Regions from separate parts of the Mus musculus genome. Here region 2 is linked to region 1. A link is a contact called in public promoter capture Hi-C data. All regions are on one chromosome and are shown on one strand. The core of a region is the stretch at or near the end of the contact, and the rest is flanking DNA. Distances in the headings are between cores, read along the strand shown. Region 1 holds the start of Inpp5e (inositol polyphosphate-5-phosphatase E). Region 2 holds the start of Dipk1b (divergent protein kinase domain 1B).

Region 1 (7,664 bases), core at 1,629-4,128:
TGAAGAAGTATAGTCTGGCTTCTGTGGAGGGGACGAGCTCTAGGCAAGCATCTTTATTTTGGGGGACAAGGGACTTAAACCAGGTACTTAAACATGCTGCACAAGTACTCTAAAAAATGAGATGCAGTCCTGGGGAAAGCAGCATGTGTGGGGTTTTTGTTGTTGTGTTTGGTTTTGTTTTTAATCAAAGGGCAAGCAAGCAAAGTTTATTTAAATTTTTATTTTATGTGTATGGGTATTTTGCTGCATATATGGCTGTCTACTATTTGCATACCTAGTGTCTACAGAGACCAGAAGAAGACATCAAGTCCCCTGAAACTGGAGTTACAGATGGTTATGAGTCATTATGTGGGTGCTGGGAATTGAACCCAGGTGATCTGGAGGAGGAGTCATTTTTTTTGTTTTGTTTTTCATATATGTCATACAAAGTCTATTGAGAAGTAAATAAATCTTTGCAACCAGGAAGAGCTCAAAATGAGTTACCTGGGCAGGTATCTTGACATTCTGAATGTGATGTTCTCAGCCCACTCTAACAGGGACCCTGCCCGCAGCTGTGCTAGACCCAGCCTTGGCCACTCTCTGTTTAGTCCTCTTGAGGGGCCTGGGCCCTGTGCTAAGCCCTGTGCAGATGAGGCTGCTGATATCAACATTTTTGTCCATATTTTCAACTCCAAGATCTCATTTTTCTTTTGAGCTTGTGGTTGAATAGTTCTGACAGATTTCTTGGATTAGATCCCAGTAAGGTCTAGTGAGGGAGGAAGAATATATGCAGTGTTCTCTCGTGGCATGCAGCGTCCTTGTGCTTTCAGGAGTAGAAAATTATAGGCCACTGGCCACCCTTGCACTCAGTGAACCCTTAGCTGCCCCCCCCTCCCCCCCCCCCCCCCCCGCTCTGTAGTGCTAACTCAGCTCTTTTGACCTTGACAGAATTGGCAGAACAAAAACAAATCATGTCTGCAGTGCTGTGGGCTAGGAAATGCTGAGCAGCAGGAACTTGGCACATACAGAAGGTCTTGCTTACACTTGAAGCTAACACAGAGTCTGCCCATTTGTTATTGATCTGTGGGGTTATCCTGTAGCTCCATCGCTGGACAGCCTCTGGGCATGGACACATGTAGGTCATTGCTGTTCCTTTTGTTCTAGGCTTCTGTCACCTCGGGAAATTCAAGGCCAGGGAGGATTGGCCAAAGAAAATATGCGGCATTGAACTAGGATTGCTGCTGGATTCTTATTTGGAACCCTGAGATGATTAGATAACTGTTCTTCACCAAGAACCAACTAGCTGCCTCAGGTCTCGTGGATCCCAGATGGACATGGCAGTAACTCAGAGCCGGTCATACTGTGTGTCTCCTTCCTTGCAGCCTATGTATATGAATGATTGAAAAATTGATTTCAAGGTTCCTTTCAAATGCTGGATAGAATGAATCTAATTCAAAGTCTTTTATGTAAAAGAACAATGTTTCTTTTTTAGTCACTTTAGACAAATTAAGGTTTGAGCCACTTGAGAATATCCCCGCAGAGAGGCTAGGCAGGGATTCACTACAGGAGAGCACAGTTACTTGGACACCAAGGCCTTTCTCACCTGAGAAATGGTGCAAACCAACCAGGGATCCTTAGGCTACTGAGAAGGCTGTCTGCTTACCTGGAGAGGACTGACTGCTGGGATGTCTGGCCTAAGAGGAGCCTCAAACTGCACTGGGCAACTGTGCCTTGTCCTGTGAACTGGGGAGTACATGCCAGCTCCTCAAAGGGTCACCAGATGGCAGCGGCTCCCAGGCTGGGGAGGAAGTGGTTACAAGGGCATGTCTCTCCAACATTTCCAGCCTCACTCCATTTTCTGTGGCCTCATTAGTGCTGGGTGCGTTTTTTTTTTGCTCCGAGCTTTCCGTCATGGCTCAGTCACTGGGGAGAGCCCCAGGGAGCTGATATTCTGAAGCTGCTGATCTGATTAACCAGGTCAAAAACTGGCTGTGTGCTGCAACGTACTGCCCTCCTAGCCAGGAGTCTGTATGGAGCCCTCTAGCTGACTCAATGTCACCTGCAGACAGCACTTAAAGCCTTGGTGGTATCTTGGAGTGGCTTACGGTGTCCTAGCGCACACTCTGGAACCTTGCATCTCTACCCCAAAGCCCACCAGGGACCTTCAGCAGCGACTCACTGGCTCACCCATATCACTTCAAGGAGCTGCCACCACATAAGAGTCAAAGCTTTAAGGCTTCACTGACTGTTCCTAAAACTATCCTTACACTCTAAAGAGGAAGGGAAAGAGAGTTAAATATTTAAAAATCAGCAGGTAGAAAACATAAATGGTTTGTTTGGTATTAAATTTAGAAATTGTAGAACATGGAATTAGTACAGCCCTTCCCGGTTTTCTGGTTCCTTGCATCATCTAGGAAAGACTCACAGAATGGCTTCCAGGACGTTCCATAGATGAGTGTACTTGGACCCTCCTGTTCCTGTCATTAAGAAAGGCCTGTCCCTGTGGGTCAGTAGCAACTTGTGTCCTTGCTGGGACCAGGCAGGACCCTTGCCTCTGGTTCAACCCTGCCCAGGCTCTGTGTTGACTGCCAACCACTTTGGATTCAAGAAGCTTCCTCCCTGGGAGCTGCTATTTTTCCAAAATTCACATTGTTAAATAAAATATTTTGGGCTCTCAAGTAACTTAATTTATGGCTTCCTTTGTGTTTTGAGGGGCAGACCAGCGAGATCTTTAGTGTTGGTAGAGCCTTGGGCAGCTATTGGGTGTGACTGCCTGTGCCTGGTCCTGCCGCGGCTTGGCAGGGCGGGAGCTCGTGTCGGGCGTGGCTTCCAGGCACCGGGCTGTGGTCCTCCGGCCGCGAGAGGGCGCTGTGGCGGCGATAGGGTCTTGGGCCGGGCAGTTCTCCGGAAGACTACAGAACGGAACCTGAGCCAGGGTGACCACTAGACTGAGCTGGGGCGAACCCTGGGCGGGGGCGGGGGCCGAGGCACGGGGCCGCAGTCGTTGTTCCAGCTGCCACCGTGACTGGCCTAGGTCCGCCTCCGCCAGCGCTGGGCCCGGCTGAATCAGACCTCGGGCGTCCGGCGGCGGGTCTGCTGCCGAACGGAGGGCGCAGGTGAGCCTAGGACGCTGAGCGCGCTGCCCTACTCTGCCTCGGCGGGGTGGAGGGCTGGCCGGGGGTGCTGGACAGACTTGTGCAGCTCCGTGAAGTGCAGCCCCGACCCCCTGGCGCCTGTTCTCACGAAGTCGCTTTTAAGACTAGCGAGCTGACTTCGGGGAGCCAAGAGATTTTTCTGCGTTTCCTCAGGCATCGGTGAGAACTCTCAAGTCTCCAGCCATGCAGCTACAGGCCCTCCTCCAAAAGGACCGCCCCATGCCACAAAGGGAGCCACTCGAGTTTTCATGGCATCGAGCTGGCGAACTCTGACGTGCATCCTTGACAACAAGAGTTGCTTGTTAACCTCCCAGGGAGGATCCCTTTCCTTAGGAGGGCCAGGCTGAGGGGGTCAGGGCTGGCCAGGTCTGGACTATGCCATCCAAGTCAGCTTGCCTGCGTCACACTGAGGCACCTGGGCAGCTAGAAGGCAGAATGCTCCAGGGACAGCCTCCGAACACGGAAAAGAAGCTCATCCCAACACCAGGCTTCTTACCAGCCTCTGACTCTCAGGGTTCAGAGACAAACCCCATGCCTCCTTTCAGCATTCCAGCAAAAACAAGCAACCAGAACCCACAAACTAAGGCAAATCTCATCACCCCACAGCCACCCATTAGACCCAAGTTGGAGCGAACCCTGTCCCTCGATGACAAGGGCTGGAGAAGGAGGCGTTTCCGGGGTAGTCAGGAGGATCTGACTGTCCAGAATGGGGCCAGTCCCTGCAGGGGCTCCTTGCAAGACTCAGTAGCCCAGTCCCCTGCCTACAGCCGTCCCCTGCCCTGCCTCAGCACATCCTTGCAGGAGATACCTAAGTCCCGAAGGGCCACAGGCAGTGAGGGAGGGAGCCCATCCTTGTGGAGTGACTGTCTTTCTGGAATGATCAGCACCTCCTTGGACCTCCTGCACAGAGATGCTGCCTCAGGTGGGCCCCCCTCCAGGTTGGCAAGTTTGCATGCCTCACACACACCACCAGCTATGGACCTCAGCATAGCCTCCAGCTCCCTGAGAACAGCAAACAAGGTTGACCCCGAGCACACGGACTACAAGCTCCGCATGCAGACCAGACTGGTCAGGGCCCACAGCAACCTGGGCCCTAGCAGACCCCGGAGCCCCTTGGCTGGTGACGATCACTCCATTCACTCAGCCAGATCTTTCAGCCTTCTGGCCCCCATCCGCACCAAGGACATCAGAAGCAGGTAGGGCTTTCAGGGGGGAGGGGGAGGGAGCTCTGGGGCTGTCATCAGAGGCCCTCATCTCATCAGGCCAAGAGCAAACTGAGCCAGGCATGGTGGCTCTTGCTAGTAATCCCAGATCTTAAAAGACTTGAGGTTGGATCATCACAAGTTCAAGGCCAGTCTGGGCTATCGTGAGCCACCATCTACATAAATAGATATAAAAGAACTAGCTACCCAGGGGCTATGTGAATGGATCCGAATAGAGAATGCCTAAGACTTGGAAATGGAAAATAAGACAGATCACCCATCCTCTCTCAGAAATCATGCCTTTCTCCTTCTGTCTATGTCCTTCCAGAACCTTTTCTTTGGGGCTCAGTGTCATCCACAGACACTTTGAACGTGTAGAAGTTGCTTGTCTACCTCATTCTTTACGGAGGCAAATGAGAGCACACCCTCACACTCTCACTGTACACGTAGTTTGTATCTCCATGTGTCCTGCCGGGCAGCTATCTCAGTGAGTGTCTGAGTTGGTCCCTTGGTTTCTTAGCGTGGAGGATCACAGGTTTCTTCAGCTGTACTTGTTTTTTGTTGTTTGTTTGTTGGTTGGTTGGTTTTTCGAGACAGGGTTTCTCTGTGTAGCTTTGGCTGTCCTGGAACTCTGTAGACCAGTTCGAGGTAGGCCTGTACTTGTTTTTAACCACTGCTCATGAGGAGCACTCAGGGATGTCTGGTGATTATTGATACCTGAGGGAGGGCTGGGTGCTGTCCCATCATGCTGGGGCCATAGGTCAGCATTTTACCAGGACATTTAGACACCAGTTAACCCACTGGACCAAGACGCCAGGGGCCACTTGCAGGGCCAAGGAATGGGCTTGACTAGCTTACTCTATGCCCTTGGGAGAGCTTCCACACTGTGTCCGAGATGGGCAATTGCTGATGTCCACTGAGACCTCTTCCCTGCCATGAACATCCTGAGACTATACCGAACCTCCCTGACTCCAGTAATTAACTTGTACGGACTTACACGGAAAAGAGCCTGGGAGCCGCCCACCACAAGGTGAACCCTTTCTTGTTTGGCTTCCCTATGCTGGCTCCCCTTTCTTGGGGCCACATCCACTATGGGGGACACAGAACCCAAGCATGGCCTATCCAGATCTGGAGCCTCCTTTCCCAAGCTGGTCCCCTTCTGTGGTCTTGCTCTTGGCCTGTAAGGTATATCCTGCCTCAGGCCTCCTACATCCATGTTGCTGGACATTTGGTGGGTGGGACAGTGAGAGTGGGGAGGGCTCTCGTGGTATTTCCAGGAGCCACCTAAACAGGTGACTATGGGCTAGAAGGTTTCATGCGAGAGACCTAGAGTGATGTGAGAGTGCTTTGCTCTAGGCAAAGGACCTCTGAGAGGGAGGTAGTCTCTTGAAGTACAGTTTCTGCCTGTATCTCCAGGTAGTCATTTCTAAGTTTCCCAGTCAGTGACTCCAGCCCTGCTAACTGCAGGACCCTCTTCTGGAGATGTTGGGGTGTTCATATCTGCACAGACCGCTTCCAAAGAGAGCCACATACTGAGAGGCCTCTGGTGGACACATCTTTAGTGGGGCCACCATTCAGTTCCTTTTAGTTGCTGAAGGTAGGCCTCACTCCTAGCACCCTACCTGTGTGCAGCCCTCTTCACTAAGCCTGGCTCTTCCACAGCATGCTCTGGTGTCATTAGGTCAGTGGGCGCCTCCAGCTGTGCCTCACACCTCACAACTGCAGCTTGTTCTAGGTCAGTAGGTGGCATGATGCAGCTTTCAGCTCTCTCAGCCTTAGCCTTAGCCACTCATTTGGGAGAGTGCCTGGTACTAGTGTGGCAAGAAGGACAGTGGTATTGACGGCACTTTACTGTGGGACACAGATTTGATTTGTATGAGTCATAAAATCGTGTTATTGGTTTCTTTTTCCACAATTAGAAAAGCATGAAAACTCTTGCTTATCTGGTGGGCATTGATGCTCTGCCTGCATGTGTGTCTGAGAGTATTGGATCCTCTGGGGCTAGAGTTATGGACGGGTATGAAATGCCATGTGTGGATGCTGGGAACTGAACCCAGGACCTCCGGAAGAGCAGCCAGTGCTTTTAACTGCTAAGCCAGTATCTCTCCAACTCTGTGAAAACTACTTAGTGGCTGGATCAGGCCTGGGTCCCTACTATTGTTTCAGAAGAGGCCCTAGATTCTTTTCCAGGGCATCTTGTTCCCAGAGGCCACCAGGTTGCAGTAGCTGACCTACTACTTAAGAAAAAACAATTGCATTTATTTATGTGTGTATGCATGCACATGCTCATGGGAATGCATAGTGAGCATGTATATTATAAATCAGGACAGTATATGGGAGTTGGTCCTTTCATACCATGTGGGATGGCTACATCATCTTACCAGCCAAACCCTCCATTTTTATTCTTTCTTGTGATGAGGTCTCACTATGTAGCCTTGGCTAGCCTGTAACTTGCCGTGTAGACTAGGCTGGCCTGGAACTCACAGATATCTGCTTCCTGGGATTAAAGGCTTCCATGCTCCTTTTACTCAGAAGATCTGGAGTGTCCTCCCCTAAATGGATTGGGAAGCTGTGCTCCCTAAGGCTGGGCACAGGAATGAGCTTTTACCCCGCTGCTGTCCAGTCATGTTCTGTAGCCATCTGGACAAATTGGGTGACTCCCTAGTTTGGAGGAAGCAGGGACAGCATACAAGGAAGGGTGTGGGGCTTTGGGCTGGTGTCTGAAGGACTAGTCTGTCTCCCCTGTGCTCAATGGCTCCTTCCTAAATAACTCAGGATTTTGCTCTACCAGGTTAGTGTGTGGACCCAACTAGCTTATTAGTGACTTTCACTCATTGGCTTGGAAGCGAGGTCAAGAAGGTCCCCCCCCTAAGGCAGCCCAGGCTACCTCTTGAGGGCTTATAGAGCTGCACCCTTAGGACATTCTGCCCCATGAAGTTCAGGAACATGTGTTCTGGCTCCAACTGGCTGTTGTTCTTAGAGACTTGAGGAACATTGGTTTGTTCATGCATTCTTAACAGATTTGGCCAAAAACAGTAAGGAAGGATAGGGTAAGCATGTGGCACATACCTTCACCCAGCTACCAAGAGAGAACAGAAGATCTTCAGTTGAAGGTTGAAGATCAGCCTAGACACAGCAAGGCCTTGTCTCAGGAGGAGAGGAGAGGGAGAGGGGAGAGGGAGAGGGGGGAGGGGGAGGGGGAGGGGGAGGGGGAGGAGAGGAGAGGAGAGGAGAGGAGAGGAGAGGAGAGGAGAGGAGAGGAGAGGAGAGGAGAGGAGAGGAGAGGAGAGGAGGGAAGAAAAAAAAAAAGACAGGATATAGCTCAGTG
Region 2 (7,664 bases), core at 1,740-4,239, 220 kb before region 1:
CTTTTTGAGTTCGAGGCCAGCCTGGTCTACAGAGTGAGTTCCAGGACAACCAAGGCTACACAGAAAAACCCTGTCTCAAACAAACAAGCTGAGTGTGTGGTGGACACCTTTCTATAATCTTACCACTTGGGTCACCCTGCCATCCTCACCCCCCTGCCTCAATTTTCCCGGCTGACAGCAAAGAAGAGCGCTGGCAGTAGGAAAAGTTCTGGTCTAGGTGCTAAGGACACTGGCCTCCACTAAGTACTCCAAGCAGTGTCCAAAATTGACAGTCAGAGACAGCTAGATGCCACCTCCCTCCCCACTGCCCAGCCTGGAAAATGGCAGTCCCTGCAGGGAACAGACTGGACTTCCAAAGAGCCCGTCCCACATGGGGCTAGACGTCCCAAGCTCAAGGTAAGGGCAAGGAGGCATCAGCCATAGAGAACAGGCAGCAGGGACGGGGAAGGCCAGACCTGTACGGCAGCATGCTGGCCTTTCTGCTCAGGTGGGAGGGTGTTCTGGGACTCAGAAGCCCAGAAAGCACACAGCTCTGAGAGGAAGCCTCCGCAGCAGAGGCACCGTGGCTCCCAAGGGAGCCGATCCCCAGGGCCTCAGCCCCACTCCTTCTCTTCCTCTCCTCTCTTTATTGCTTCTTGTCGTCTTCCAATGAGAGAGCCCACACCAGGCAGTAAATCTTATAAAAGAAAAGATTTATTGGAGAGTCCAGGGAGAAGAGGGACAAATCCAGGAGTGGCTGCCATGCTCCCGGGAGAGAGCAGATAGCCGGGAATTGGACAAAGCATAATGCTTATCTTATATAGTGGTTCTTGGAGGGGGCAGGAAGCTTTCTAGAATGAAGATTTCCAGGGTGAGGAGTGGTGGGATTTCAGGGCCTGAGCTTGGGAGCTCAGGGGTTAATTGGTGAGCTTTCTTGTTCTGGCATTGCAAGTTTTTGTTCACACTTTTCACCTAAAATTACCATAATATAGGGAGGGTCCTGTTGAGGGGATGAACATGACCTTTGTGACAGAGGCTGAAATCAGTTATGACAGGGAGGACTCCTTAGGCAGGCACCTGGCCACTTTCCTACCTTGAGGGTTTACAAAGTTTACAAAGGAAGTCCATCACAGGAAAAGCTTTCCCGGCCTCTTAAGTGGCCTGAATAACCAACACGGCAACCCTACAGGGGGGACTCTACTGATGTCAAGAATTTCCTGTGGCCTCCTGTCTACCCGCGGCCAGAAAGTCTGAGAATGAAACCAGCTAGCACCCCACTTTTGGATTTGGGAGTCATGCTGAGCTCAAGTTTACCCTAGTTGCCTCCGAGCCAGAACATAAGGAACCTCTACCACAGGAATGATGCTTAGCCCTTCTTCTAGAACATTCTTCCAGAAAGTTCTAGGAGATGGTCCCTATTCCGGGGCATGGCTCTGGGGACTTCTCCTGGGACACTCATGGCTCTGGCACTCAGCTGTTTCTTTCAGATTTGTCCAAAATTAAAACAGGAAGACTGAGAAATTGCAGGGACACTGGCTGTGAGGCCAGATCAAAGGACTCAGCCACACCTAGAGCAAAGGGCCAGGGCCAGGGCCAGGACAGCGGCTGGCCCAGGCTGGCCCAAGTGATGTAGAACTAGAAGCCGCTAGAAACCTGCAGGTCAGAGACCACTCCAGGCAGGCCCTCCCAAGCCACCTTGGCACAGGTGGCTCCCCTAGACTACCTTGGCTAAGCTTTGATGGTTTACCTGGCCTCTGTCTGACGCAGCTCTTCTCCAGGATCCCTGAGTCTTTGCTCACCCCGGGGCGGGACTCACCACAGTGGTACTCAAAAGCTCGCACAGATTTCTGCCACTCAGTGGGGAACAAGTTGGCAAGCCCTGGGCCCATAATTTTCGAGGCTGAACAGTCCAGCTCCAGAAAAGTCACATGGAAGGTGGGAAGGTCATTACAGGGATAGTAACTGCACAGCAAACTCCCTGCCCAGGAAACCCGGGCCAGGTGGCAGGTGCCCTAGTGTTTCCCACGCAGGAAACTGAGGCTTGGGGCAGGAAGGGCTCAGCCAGTGGCTCTCTCTGAACCAGCCCCACTGGGAACTGGCCCAAACCCCTCTCCTGCCACTCCTGGGTCCACACATTGCTGAGTCAGGGCCTAGCTTCAGGGCTAGGGGTATGGGTACACCCCATCTCCTGGCACAAGAAGGGTCCCCCATACACCTCAGGTCACGAACCCAACCTAGGCCTGAGCATGGATCACAGCACAAGCTACTGCCTCTGGAAGAGGGCAGACAAGGGCATCTGGGCCTGGAAGAGCTCTGCATCCAACAGGCTTCAGTCCTCATCCTTTATGTAAAACAGTCTAAGGGAGGCCAGGCCCCAGGACAAAGGCATCCTCCAGCATCCTCAGGACGGCCCTTCAGAGAGACCTTGGCTAGACTGGTGAGGGCTGGCTCCTTCCTGTAGGCTCTAAGGACCGTGGCAACCAGCGGCTGGAGCCCAGAGGCCTGACTCCATCACCTCAAAGCATGAGGGGAGGGGCCTCTTCTGCAGACAGGAGCTGGCCCTCCACTGGCCCAAGGTCACCACAGCCCCTGTTTCCAGCTGTCTCAAGAACTGGCCAGGGGCTGGCCAAGTTTGCTATTCCAGAATTTTTTTTTTAAGTTGCGAAGGTTAGAAAGGACTCCGGTGCACCCGCGTGCACCCATCGACCCTCGCCATCCCACGCCCTGCCCCTCCCCGTGTGGTAGCACCTGGCCGGCTGCGGCTTACCTGCAGGCCCTTGGAGAAGGGGCAGAGGAGCACTAGGTGCACCAAGCGCCGCAGCCGCCGCATGATGGGCTCCGGCCCCGGCTGCGGAACCCCGCGGCTGGCTCGGCCTCAGCCCCAGCCCGGCCAGGCCCGCAGCGGCCGCCGCTCGCTCTCCATGCGGGCCGCTCGTCCTCGGCTCGCGTTAAAGGCAAGGCGCGTGCCTTTCTGAGCAAGGACCGCGACGCACGCGCGGGGAGACGGCCTGGAGGAGGGGCGTGCACGCGCGGGAAGATGGACAGAGGGGCGTGCGCGCGCGTGTGGAGACAAACGGAAGGGGCGTGCACGCGCGTGGGAGGACTGGCGCGCGGCCCCGCGGCTAGTCTAGCTCTCCCGCTGGGGACCTACGCCACCCCCCACCCCCCCACCCCCAACCTCCCGAGAGCTCCGGGACCCGCTACGGCAACCCTGTGTGAGCATGAAACACCGGGGCAGGCTGGCGCTGAGGACCTGTAAGGTCCCCGCCTGCGCTTGCGCATTTCTTCCACCTTTTCAAGGGTAAAAGACGTTGATGGATCTGCCCCCATCCCTCCCCAGTATGCAGGTGAGGCTAGTCAGTCCTGAGGCCACCACCTCTGGCACCGAGAGTCTTCAGCCCTTGTTGCACCGGGGCATAGGGAAGGACCCACAGCCCACGCGGTCAGCAACTACTCCTGAGAACCAGTTTCTTCTGATTTCTGCCCATGGACAGACACGCCCCTCTCCTGTGACTCCCATTTAGGGTGATTAGGAAAGCAGCAGCTGACCTTAGTTAGAGGCTTATTGAACTTAGCAGACAATGGCCAGAATGCACCGTCCACCATGCGCATCAGCTGCCCTCAATCCTCACCCACACCTTTCTTAGGGGTTCTATAGCGATGTCATATGCATTCCCAGGGAATACGCCTTCCCCTGTGCCCCAGTGCTGTCCATATATATATGCCTTGCAAAATGATAAAAGACAGCTTTAGTTTAAGGATGTTAATTGCTTCGCAATTAGTGAACCAGGCCAACCTTCTCTTCATAAAAGTGGAGCGAGAGTCCCATGAGCCCAGCTGAAGGGTTTGGATTTATAAGCTAGAAAGGCTGAAGAGAACTAGAGCCAGGAGCAGGTCACAAAACAAATGGAAAATAGCATCAAGTCTGTGTCCCAGAAACCAAGAAGCAGAAGCAGAAAGACCAGCCTGGCCTATGTTTCAAATTCCAGACTAGCCAGAAGCCCAAAGGGAGACCCTGCCTCAAGGAAGGAAAGAAGGAAGGAAGGGAGAGAGGCTGGAAGAAAGGGATGGAAGGAGGGAGGAAGAGAGGAAAGAAGAAAGGAAAGAAAGGAGAGAGGGAGGGAAGGAGGGAGGGAGAAAAGAAGGAAGGAGAAAAAAGAAGGGAAACATGGGATTGTTTCATTATCGCACCAATTATAAACGAGCTGCTTAAGCAGTTTGACTATTTTATTATGTCTTCAATCTTGATTTTGCAGGTCAGATAAACAATGTAGTTTAAGTGTGGTGACGGGAAGGCTGAAAAAAATGACTCAGCAGCTGAAAGCACTTATTGTGAAAACATAAAGATTGAAATTCAAATTTCAGCATCCATGTAGCAGATCGAGCATCCTGCGCACACCTGTAACCCAGGTTACAGGTTGAGTGGAGCCGTTGTAGGATGGTTGCTAGGACTTGCTGGTTCACAGCCTAGCTGAGAAAGCAGCCTGAGGTTCAGGAAGAGACCCTGCCTCAAAGGAAAAGGTGGACAGTGATCGAAGAAAGCACCCAGCACCCACCTCTGCCTTCCATGTGCACACATGATGCACCTCCATTCCCCACGCATGACTCCCCTCCCCTCCCCGACACACACACACACACACACACACACACACACACACAAATAATCAAATCTTTTCATAAGAGAAAACATGAAGCTTGGTGTCACGGACTTGCGGAATGAGTAATTATTTTTATTTTTCAGTCTGGTCTTCTGGGAGTACAATGGCCATCTGTAAGGTCTATAACACATGTGTGTATACATGTTTGTGTGTGTATGCATATATGTGTGTGTGTGGAAGCCAAAGGTCTGTCAGGTTTTTACTCTCTCCACTTTACTTTTTATAAGATTTTGTTTTATTTTTGTTTTTAAGGTTTTTTTTAAAGATTTATTTATTTGTATGCACATCAATGTGTATGTGTTTGTGTGTGTGTGTGTGTGTGTGTGTGTGTGTGTGTGTGTGTGTATGCCACACTCAGGAACTGGAGTTACAGACACTTGTGAGCTGCCATGTGGGTGCTGGAAATTGACCCTAGGTCCTCTGAACAGGACAAGTGTGTGTGCCACGTGTGTGCCTGGTGCCCTAGTGGTCAGAAGAGAGCATGGGATCTCCTGGAACTGGAGTTGCCACATGAGTACTAAGAACTGAACCTAGAACCTCTACAAGAACAAGTGCTCTTAACTGCTGAGCCACCTCTCCAGGCTCTTTTGCTCTCCAGTGTCTCGGGGTACTAGTCCTTGGGTAAACTCTCTCCTGCTCACAAACTCTTGACTCCTAAGAGTTGGTTTTTTAAGTGGTGATCAAGTAGATTTGGATGCAATAGCAAGTTCGCCTTTTTTTCTATGTTGTCTTTGAGACATAATCTTACATAGCTCAGACTGGTCTTAAACTCCCTATGGGGCCAAAGATGAACTTGAACTCCTAATCATTCTGCCTCCACTTTCCCAATTGCTGGGGTTCCAGACCTGTCTACTACACTGGGCCACAAGTGTATGTGTCTGGCAAAAAAGTTAAGAGGATAGGTCATGGGCCCTCAAGAGCTGAGGGGTCATTCAGTAGGTAGAGTGCTAGCCTAGCATAAAGCCTGAATTCCACCCCCAGCAGCATAGAAAATGAACATGGGAATACACACCTATAATCTCAGTATTCCAGGCGTAGAGGCCATAGGATCAAGAGTTCAGGGCATCCTCAACTACAAAGGGATTTCAAAGGTAGTCTGGGCTACATGAGATCTGGGGTGGGTGGGGAGTACTCACTGTACAGAGAGTCGGGCCATTGGGTGAAGCCTGTCAGGTCTCCCAACCATAAAACCACTGTGCTTCCTTCCCTCTGTAACTGCCAAGGATCTGAGAAGCAACACTGTGGCCATGGGACTGCCTTGTTCCTCACTCTGTGTTCACACTGTCACCTGTCACCTGCAGGATTGGTGCTTGAGACTGCTGATCACAGAGGATAGCCTTTGAATACCATCAGTACAGTCTGTTCTCCTCTACGTCTTCTTTTGTGGTACGTGAACTCAGCAGACATTATCCACATTCCTGTGCTTAGCTACCGACACCACATTCTTACCTCACACTGAAACCATTGCCTTGCCCCCCCCCAATGCCCCTGACAGACACCCCTCCAGTTTCTCTCTGCTGCTAATACCTCTAAGGACCTCAGAAACAGAGTTCACAAAACTGGTTCTTTTACTGAGCATCTTAACCCATGCCAAGGTTTATGCTGCTACATGTGTCAGAACTTATTAAAAATGGTTGGATTTAGCCGGGCGTGGTGGCGCACGCCTTTAATCCCAGCACTCGGGAGGCAGAGGCAGGCGGATTTCTGAGTTCGAGGCCAGCCTGGTCTACAAAGTGAGTTCCAGGACAGCCAGGGCTATAAAGAGAAACCCTGTCTCGAAAAACCAAAAAAAAAAAAAAAAAAAAAAAAAAAAAAAAAAAGATTGGATTTATTAATTTTATGTGTATTTTGTCTGCATGCATGCATGACTGGCTTCCATGGCTGTCAAAAGAAGGCAACAGATCCCCAGAAACTGGAGTTTCAGATGGTTGTGAGGTGCTATGAGGGTGCTGGGAATCGAACCCAGGTCCTTCTGAAGTCCAATAAGCAGCCTTTTACTTATTTATTTATTTATTTAGGTGTAGACTAGGGGGCGATGGTCCAAGCCAGGCTTTCTCTGAATAGGCCTGGCTGCCCTGGAACTCACTCTACAGAACAGTTGGCCTCCAACTGGAGATCTGCCTGCCTCTGTGTCCAAGTGCTGAGATAAAAGCGTGCACTTTCTTTTTTTTTTTTAAGATTTATTTTATTTATTATATATAAGTACACTGTAGCTGTCTTCAGACACATCAGAAGAGGGAGTCAGATCTCCTTATGGATGGTTGTGAGCCACCATGTGGTTGCTGGAATTTGAACTCCGAATCTTTGGAAGAGCAGTCGGGTGCTCTTACCCACTGAGCCATCTCACCAGCCCAAAAGCGTGCACTTTCATGTGCCTGATATGTTCTTTTCATTCTATCCCCAGAATTATAACTCGTAAATTGCTTAGTACTTCTGTTTGATGTTTGAGGAATGGCCCCTCCGACTGACTGCTACACCAGAACAGGACTTTGAGGTAGCTTAAGCTAAGTCCAGAGAGGAACGTTTGGAAACATCCATTTGTATAGATTTTATCTTTTACTGATATTGGATAGAAACACAGCATTTAGACAGCATGGTGTTATGTAATCTGTAATCGTAGGAGTCTACAAGTTCAAGTTCACCTGAGCTACAAATGAGACCTCAGGGCTGAAGACATGGGTCAGCATTTAAAAGCACCTGCGGTTCCTCCAAAGAACCTGGGTTTATTTCCCAGCACCCACATGGTGGCATGGTGGCTCGCAGCCAACTATCTGTCACTCCAGCACCAAGGGATTCAACACGCTCTCCCGACCCCTGACGGCACTGCACGGGGTAGATGTACATGACAAGACGGCAAAACACCTATCTATGTTTTAAAAACAAATCTGGTTTAAAAAAAAAAAATGAGACCTGAGCTGGAGAGATGGCTCAGCGGTTATGAACACTGACTGCTCTTCCAGAGGTTGTGAGTTCCATTCCCAGCAACCACATGGTGGCTCCCAACCATCTGTAATAGAATCTGATGCC

Evidence for each region. Promoter capture Hi-C pulls out the DNA fragments that hold promoters and counts their contacts.
Region 2: a contact with region 1 is called in a promoter capture Hi-C map of embryonic stem cells, with 4 times the contacts expected there. The contact joins the promoter of Dipk1b here to the promoter of Inpp5e in region 1. A contact is called at or near these places in 15 of 39 promoter capture datasets (the 3T3-L1 cell line, 3T3-L1-derived adipocytes, the C10 cell line and 11 more), 1 of 15 datasets of contacts at CTCF or cohesin (embryonic stem cells), 1 of 115 datasets of contacts at active chromatin or transcription factors (large pre-B cells) and 3 of 9 other capture datasets (adipose tissue, liver and pancreatic islet).

What each region holds. Positions count from the first base shown.
Region 1 is chr2:26,404,433-26,412,096 of GRCm38.p6, reverse strand. It overlaps Inpp5e (inositol polyphosphate-5-phosphatase E), which reads left to right and starts at 2,878. Exons shown (of 10, transcript NM_033134.3): 1 at 2,878-4,330. The coding sequence starts at 3,510. Sec16a (SEC16 homolog A, endoplasmic reticulum export factor) reads left to right here. Exons shown (of 30, transcript NM_153125.2): 30 at 1,144-2,666. The coding sequence ends at 1,212.
Region 2 is chr2:26,623,782-26,631,445 of GRCm38.p6, reverse strand. It overlaps Dipk1b (divergent protein kinase domain 1B), which reads right to left and starts at 2,989. Exons shown (of 5, transcript NM_019833.3): 1 at 2,747-2,989. The coding sequence starts at 2,809.